2 separate regions of the Mus musculus genome follow, and region 2 is linked to region 1. The links are chromatin contacts, called in public HiChIP or PLAC-seq maps. All regions are on one chromosome and are shown on one strand. The core of a region is the stretch at or near the end of the contact, and the rest is flanking DNA. Distances in the headings are between cores, read along the strand shown.

Evidence for each region. HiChIP or PLAC-seq counts read pairs in DNA pulled down with a chosen protein or histone mark.
Region 2: an H3K27ac HiChIP or PLAC-seq map of trophoblast stem cells shows a contact between it and region 1, with 11 read pairs. The contact joins two enhancer-like sites. A contact is called at or near these places in 3 of 484 Hi-C or Micro-C datasets (embryonic stem cells and liver) and 3 of 115 datasets of contacts at active chromatin or transcription factors (embryonic stem cells, pancreatic cancer cells and trophoblast stem cells).

What each region holds. Positions count from the first base shown.
Region 1 is chr10:111,367,460-111,371,252 of GRCm38.p6, reverse strand. All of the region lies in intron 4 of Gm30145 (a long non-coding RNA gene), which reads left to right. Among named protein-coding and RNA genes, the nearest start is that of Gm30145, 8.9 kb to the left of the region's middle. Within about 2 kb of position 1,777, at least 22 of the 459 cell types and tissues checked have an H3K27ac peak or open chromatin away from gene starts, as enhancers often do. A contact at or near this core is called in trophoblast stem cells, where this site is marked.
Region 2 is chr10:111,575,536-111,579,328 of GRCm38.p6, reverse strand. No RefSeq gene overlaps it. Among named protein-coding and RNA genes, the nearest start is that of Gm30193, 3.7 kb to the right of the region's middle. Within about 2 kb of position 2,173, at least 52 of the 459 cell types and tissues checked have an H3K27ac peak or open chromatin away from gene starts, as enhancers often do. A contact at or near this core is called in trophoblast stem cells, where this site is marked.

The DNA.
Region 1 (3,793 bases), core at 528-3,027:
TCATCAGTCCTAGGACAGCCTGGGATGCACAGCAAGACCCTGTCTAAACAACAACAAAAGCCCTAGTTCCCATTACTTAAGCTCACAATCCATTGTCTCACAATTGAGTGGGGCTCAGCCTCAGTTCTTGGAGGGTTTCTTGGGCTCACTACAAAGTGTCCTTGGCTCCCATCCTGGCTAAGTGGTGGCTCATGAGGGAGTAGACTTGTATGAATACATTACTGGGAGATGCCATGATGTGTCACTCTGTCACATTATCTTAACAGCTTACCTCCTTGCTCTGGTCCCCTCTACTAGATCTTCCTTAGTTATTTCTCTCACTCATCCCGAGGCGTCACGGTACCTCCAGCCATAGCTCTCCCTCTCCATTGACCTTTATAGTGAATTTCTTATAATTTTATAAATGTCTTCCTTCCTCCCTTCCTCCCTCTCTCCTTCCCTCCCTCCCTCCCTCCCTCCCTCCCTCCCTCCCTCCCTCCCTCCCTCCTTCCTCCATCCTTTCTAAGATCTGCTATCCACACTGTTAGCCCCCAGAACATACCCAAACTGTCCTGGTCAAGATTATCAATTACTTTTGTATCGCTAAATCCACAAATCAATTTCTAGCCCTCACCTTCCCTAACATCTGAACATGTGACACAGGTCACTGTCCCTTTCATAAAGCACCTCCCTTACCTGGCTTCCCCCTGTCCTCTAGGTATTTAAGGGCACCTTCTCTCTTAAGGTCAAAGTCTCCCAGAATTGACCTGTTCATTGTTTTCTGTCTTCTCCCCTCCCCAGCTCTCTTCCCTTTTTATCGGCTTTTTTGGCATTGTCATAAGGCATTTAGTTTTAAGTTGTATCATATAGCAATAATTCGCAAGTTTATACCTAGCCTGGACCTCTATCCCAAATCCAGACCCACTTCTTTGGCAGCCTACCTGAGATTTCATGTGACTCTTGGGTCTGTCTAATGCTGATGCAGCAAATTGCTGCAGAAAAAAAAATTCCTTCCTCCCTCCCTCCCTGCTGCTTTAAAAAATGGCTTAAAACAAGGCAAGTTTATGTAGGGCAGTGGTGGCGCACGCCTTTAATCCCAGCACTTGGGAGGCAGAGGCAGGTGGATTTCTGAGTTCGAGGCCAGCCTGGTCTACAGAGTGAATTCCAGGACAGCCAGGGCTATACAGAGAAACCCTGTCTCAACAAACCAAAACAAAACAAAAACCAGGCAAGTTTATTATCCTGTGGCTCTGGAGCTCAAAAATCCAAATGATATCACTGGGATGATCCAATTGAGGTGTGAGCAGGGCTGTATTCCTTTCTGAAAGTTCTCGGAGAACATTTTGTTTTGTTTTCTTGTTTTTCTTCATCCGGCTTGTGGAGGCAGTTTCTATTTGTTCAAATGTGATCCCCTCCATCCTCAAAGCCAGCACTGGCTGGCTGAGTCTTGCACCACCAGCTCCTCTCTATCTTTATCCTCCATGTAAAAGCTTGTGACTCCACAGGGAAATATCTAAATTTCAAGTGAAGCTGATTAGCCACCTTGTTTTCCCTTTGCCAAGTGACTAAATAGACATATAGGTTCCACGGACTGAGCATTGGGAAAGCTCCTTCCAGGATCCACTAATCTAATGAAAGACCCACAACATGAGGACTCCTCCACATTCTGACTCAGGAGAGGTGACACCCCAAATCACTCACGAGAAACTGTCTTGATGCAAACCGCAAGAGGACCCACACTCATACACCATGCAGGGGTAGAGGACCATGGTGCCCCAAGTAGCTGGTTAAGGGGATATTTAAAGGAAAAAAACCAAAACTCAAGGGAGTGGGGAGGGCATTGTTGGGAAATACCAAAAATACCAGTTAAGAGCCACGAGGAAGTGCAAAGTCACAAGAGTCACAAGGAATACCTGGTAATTGTGCAGGTTATTTCTCAAGACAGTTTCTATGAGCCCCTAACAATAGCACATTTGCATAGCTGGTTTCAGGATCGGTCAGGGTGACTTTCTTTGAATGAACACTCCCTGAACCCAGGAAGCGGGTGGGTGGAAGAATGTTGCTATCTTTTTTATGATTAGCATGCCTTGGAGCACTGAGTCACAAAGGTCACATTCTCCAGCCTGGGCCTAAAGGCCTAGTTTTTTTTACACTTTTTCACTAACAGATGTCATGCTTATGTTAAACACAAAGTATTAGAACTAGATCTCAGAGCTAACTGAGCCCACCTGCACACCTCCCTGAGTCTATGCTAACCTCAGTAATGCTGCCCTCACCCTTCTGTCTGCTTTTCTACCACACATCTAGTTGACCAGAAAGTCCCGTGGACCTTTCAGGGTGCCATTAGGCTCTGGTGAATCCCATCTACTTGAGTGCAGCTGTCATGGTTCTAGCTTCCCTACCACCCTCTCAGGTTATTAGCAGCCTCCTGGGTTGTAATCACTTCCTAACCCCTCTCTGGATTCTGCCATAGCCCAACAAGAATGAGAGGAATGAGTAGAGAGAGCCTGGCAGAATTGCAGGGAAGTAGACTGCCCCCTGCATGATACTCGAGTATCGGTTGTGTGTCTTGATTGTCAAGGTTCAATGCTTTGGCAAGATTTTTATTATTTTTTATTTTTTTCATTTTTTTATTTTTTTGAGACAAGGTTTCTCCTTGTAGCCCTGGCAGTTCTGGAGCGCACTCTGTAGACCAGACTGGCCTTGAACTCATAGAGATCCACCTGCCTCTGCCTCAGGAGTGCTGGGACTAAAGGTTTGTACCACCAATGGCCAGCGCGATAAGCAGACAAATGGCTCTGAATGAGAATCTCCTGAACTTTGCTTTGTCTTTCCCTCATTCAGGGACGAGCTCTCTCAAGTTCCCTTTTCTGCCTAAAGAAACTTCTTGCAAAAGAGTTTCCTTAAAGCCCCCTTCTGGAAATACATCGAATAACTAAAAGAGATTAGCCATCAAAACCACCACCATATCCTGACAACCTTTATATTTGTTCATCAGAGGGTAGCTCAGAGAGGTGGCCCAGGCATCATAAGACAAGCTTCGAGTACAGCGACATTCACGGTGCTGTTCTCTGTCTTTGAGCTTACACGAGAAGCCATTTACTACTAATTTCTAAGGCTCCAATGTGCCCAGGGTGGTTTCAGAGCCATGGCAACCCCTTTGCCTCAACTTCTGGGATGCTGGGATTACAGATGTGAGTCAACAATATCACAACAGCCCCTTCTTCCTGAGACATCTCAGCTCCATAAAAGCCAGCTTTTGCCAAGTCTACCATCCCTACCAGTCCTCCCTCATCCTGGCTTCTTTTCCTGTATCACCTTCTACACTGGTCTTACTCCATCCACATGGCCTTCCTGCTTTCTCTAGAGCATACCAGGAAACCCCTGAGCTGAGACTCTTGGCTGTGTACTTTCATTTGCCAGGCATTTGCTTGGCTTTGCGGCTTTCCCTGTCAATCATCCTTCTAGATTCACACACAAGCACTCCCTTGGAACCACCCACTCTCCCCTCTCCCTCCACTTCATCTTCGATAACTGTGTCATTTACATATTTTGATTGTTTATTTTTTTGTCTCTGGGAAATCAGAATATGCTATCCCAAAATATTCCACGTTGGCATATGGACAATTTTGAGAAACTGAAGACACAGGATTCTGAAAACAGAGCAGAGCTTTTCATTTCGTATGAGAGATTTACATCTAGGAAGGAAACCTCCATTTAAGAAGTTGTCTCTGCAGCAAGAAGGAAAAAAAAATGCCTGTTAGTCACGGGGGCTCCTTGTCAATGGGGAAATCGTGTTAAGAGAAACCACAGC
Region 2 (3,793 bases), core at 924-3,423, 210 kb before region 1:
TTTACTAGCAGTCTTAGTCAATCACAATGCATGAATCTGATTCAACCCAAAAAGCCAAAAGGCAATCAGGGGAGTAGGTAAGCTGATGGTAATGGGAGATGATTATCAACTTTTTGCTCATATAATGCTATCGTGGTTGACTTTGAAGAATCATCATCATTCAGGTGGCATATAACCTTTATAGATAAAAATAATATAATATACTGGGTCCATTTACAATAATTGGTGTGAAGCAGAAACTGTAGATGAAACAAGATTGGACATAAACTAAGGGTTAGACAGGAAGTTTATGAATCTATTCCCTGTGGTTTTGTGTGTATTGGAATTTTTCCATACTAGAGTAAATAAAATTAAACTAAAAATTAAAAAATTAAATCCCCCCCCCTCCAAAAAAAAAAAAAAAAAGGTGATGGTAGAAAACGAAAAAGCCTTATATTGAAAAACACATAAAGCTAGGTAGAACTGAAAGTCTAGCAAACATCAAAGACATTAAAGTTGCAGTGACAAAGTCGAATGACCTTTTATCTAGCAGCACTCGGAGAGAAGCTTTGATGTGGCAGTGTAAAAGTCACACTGGAGGAAACAGGAGACTCTGGAAGGATATGACAGAGGAGGTGAAAGGGCTCAGGGTGTTAACTGGAGAAAAACTGAACCTGTAGATCATGTCCCTGCCTACACAAGACAGAAAAGTCGGGGTCAGGGGAACCACGGAAGTTGATGATAGACATGGGGAAAAGGAAATGAAGTCTCAGAGGAAATACATGACCAAAAAAGTAAGAACAAGAAATCTGTAAGGAGCCAGACGATGGTGGTGCACGCCTTTAATCCCAGCATTTGGGAGGCAGAGGCAGGCGGATTTCTGAGTTCAAGGCCAGCCTGGTCTACAGAGTGAGTTCCAGGACAGCCAGGGCTACACAGAGAAACCCTGTCTCAGAAAAAAACTAAAAACAAAAAAAACAAAAAAACCCACATCCGTGAGGATGAGAAGCTGGGGTTGGCAAGCCCTTCTCTGGAGCCGAAGACTTCAATTCTACATGATGGCAAGGTCAGGTAGAGCCGTCGGTTGCCAGAGTTGCCTGCTGGTAATCGTTACCCAAGACATCAAAAGGAATCAAGAAAGGCATGGAGGTTGAATACATGATGGCTCAGCAGTTAGGAGTGTGCATTGCTCTTCCAGAGGAGCTTGGTTCAATTCCCAGCTCACATGTCAGGTGGCTGAGCTGCCTGTAACTACAGCTACTGGGGATGCAATACCTCTAGACTCCATGAGTACCCACAAACATCTCACACACACACACACACACACACATGTGCACATGAACACACACAGGCAGGCACACACTCACGCACATTGGCTGCTCAGAAGTCTCTAGAGCAAAACTGAATTTTGGAGCATGGAGTGGGATCCTCTAGCTGGGACAGATATCGTTGTTGTTGTTGTTCTTTGTTGTTTTGTTTATTTGACAAATCGTCCACCATTAAGCAAACGGTATACCCTATCTACCTACATGAGTTTTTCAACTTAAAAAGTTATCGGGGACAAAAATTTAAGTTGAAGAAACAAATTTAGAAAGGCCGGAAAGGGAACCCTAAAAAACAAAGAAAACAGACTAACTTACAACACGAGTAAACATTTAATTAACGATCATCTCCGATATCAAGAGAGTTTATCACTGGAAAGGGCTTTAAGCCTTAGTAAACCTCCCAGACCTTAGCATAACTGACTCCATGATAGAAGTACTATTCAGGCCCTAAAACTCAGCATGTAGACACCACCTCCTGCCAAAAATGAAAATAAAGACCCAGTCCACCAAAGTCTATAGTTCTGGGAATGTCTCTAAATGAACTAACCTTGCTTTTTTTGTTTCTGTAGTTCCATTTTTATCTAACTGTTCTTATTACTGAAATATGTCAACCCAGGAAATGATGGATTTTGTGCTTAAAATCTCACCCCAAGAAGGCTCACTGCTACCCTGAGATCTGGAATACCCCGTGTAGACACAGACCAACTAAAACTTTCTATTGGCTCAAACTGAAGTCTGAGCAATCTTCTCTGGCGAATACCTCACACCCTTTACATTGCCTAATTTTTCTTGTCACCATCCTAGAGCTCTGAGATTCCCATTTACATATGGAATAGTGAAGGGAATTTCCCCTCTGCCATTCAAGGATTGGCTGGAATACACTGGCAAAGACCAATTAGCTAGAGAGAAGACACACATGTAATACAATTAACCCCTGGCCCAATAGGACGTAGAAACTCCAAAATGATACCTCTGTTCTATTGGGGAAGAACAGAAACTGTGGACACTTTTTCAATGAACAGTAAATGATTTTGGGGGACGTTAGGGGGTTTGTAGGAACGTGTTGAAATGAGACTGGGCCTGCCTACTAGCAGGGAAGTATAAATCTCTTTGGCATATTGAGCAAGACTAAAAATAGAAGAGGACTGTGTGTGTCAGAGTCTATGCAGGTGTGTTGACAGACGGCCTCTCTTCCAGTGATTTGTGTTAATGGAAGCTCAGGGAGGGTCTAGTGGGAATAGCTTTCTTCCTTAGGGGGGTGGGACTTGGAGAAGAGATAGCTTCGGCGACACCTGCTGCTGAATTCTTTCGCTCAAATTAATGGGCAGACAAGGGCGTCCAGGTCAAGGTGCTGGTCTCTTGATCCGTGGTAGGTCAGGTAGCAGCTAAGAAGCTAACATAGAGACCATATTGCTGATAAGAAAAGTAGCCAGGGCTGGTTGACACTGGGTCACCTTCATCTAACTTTGGCTCAATAACGCTTTACTACACCCTGTAAGGGAAACCAGATTGTGTGAACCAGCCCCACCCTGACACGCCTGGAAGCTGTAGGTACAGCCACACTGGCAGAGGCTCTGAGACATGAGGAGTTAGAAATGGGTGGGTGGGTGGGTGGGTATCTCCATTATTAGTCACACAACGTCGATGTTCAGAGGGGAGAGGAAGCTGGGATATGAGAGGCCTCTGTTACAGAAATTCCTCCCAGGGATCTGTTAGGCCAAGGTTTATCAAAGACCTGGAATAAAAGGGAAGGCGTCCAGAGTCAAAGTCCTTGAGTAACAATTTCCTTGTGAATGAGAGGCTGGTATGTAAATAAGGGCTTTGCATAAGCCAGACATTCTTTCAAGTCCAGTTTATCTACAGGGTGAGTCATTTCCTCTCTAAAGCAAGAATTAAACCCATAATCATTACACAGCACATACCTTCCTCCCCAGCCTGCCTAAAGATAGCCAGCAAGCGAGGCTCTGCCTCTGACAGGACAGCCTTGCCCTTTCTCAGCGGGAGAACGGCATGGAGATCCACAGGCAGGTCAAGAGCTAGAGATTGGAAGGAAGTTTCAGGTACGGTTGGTGTGAGCTATAGCAAGAACCTCAGGGCAGGTTTGTATCTTCCTACGGAACCTGAACCGCACTGCTGGAGAAACAAGAACTAGAAACCTTTGGAGAAAGGTGATTTCCAGAGACCAGGAAATGGAAGAAACAACAAGCCAAAGGCTCGTCTACAGAGGAGGGCTTCGCCCAGGGACTTGACCTTTCAGACTCAACAATACAGTACTATTTGGGGATCAGTGTGCCAGTACACACACACACACACACACACACACACACACACGCTCGTGCCTCCAGTTCTTCCTCCCAATATCTTTTGGACATTTTGCCAGGACCCCACACCCACTCACAAGGCTTGATTGACTTTTCAGGAGCTAAAGATTCAATGTGTAGAGTGACATGGGGGAGGGGAAAAGTAAGCAAGCAGAAACGGAAGCCTTC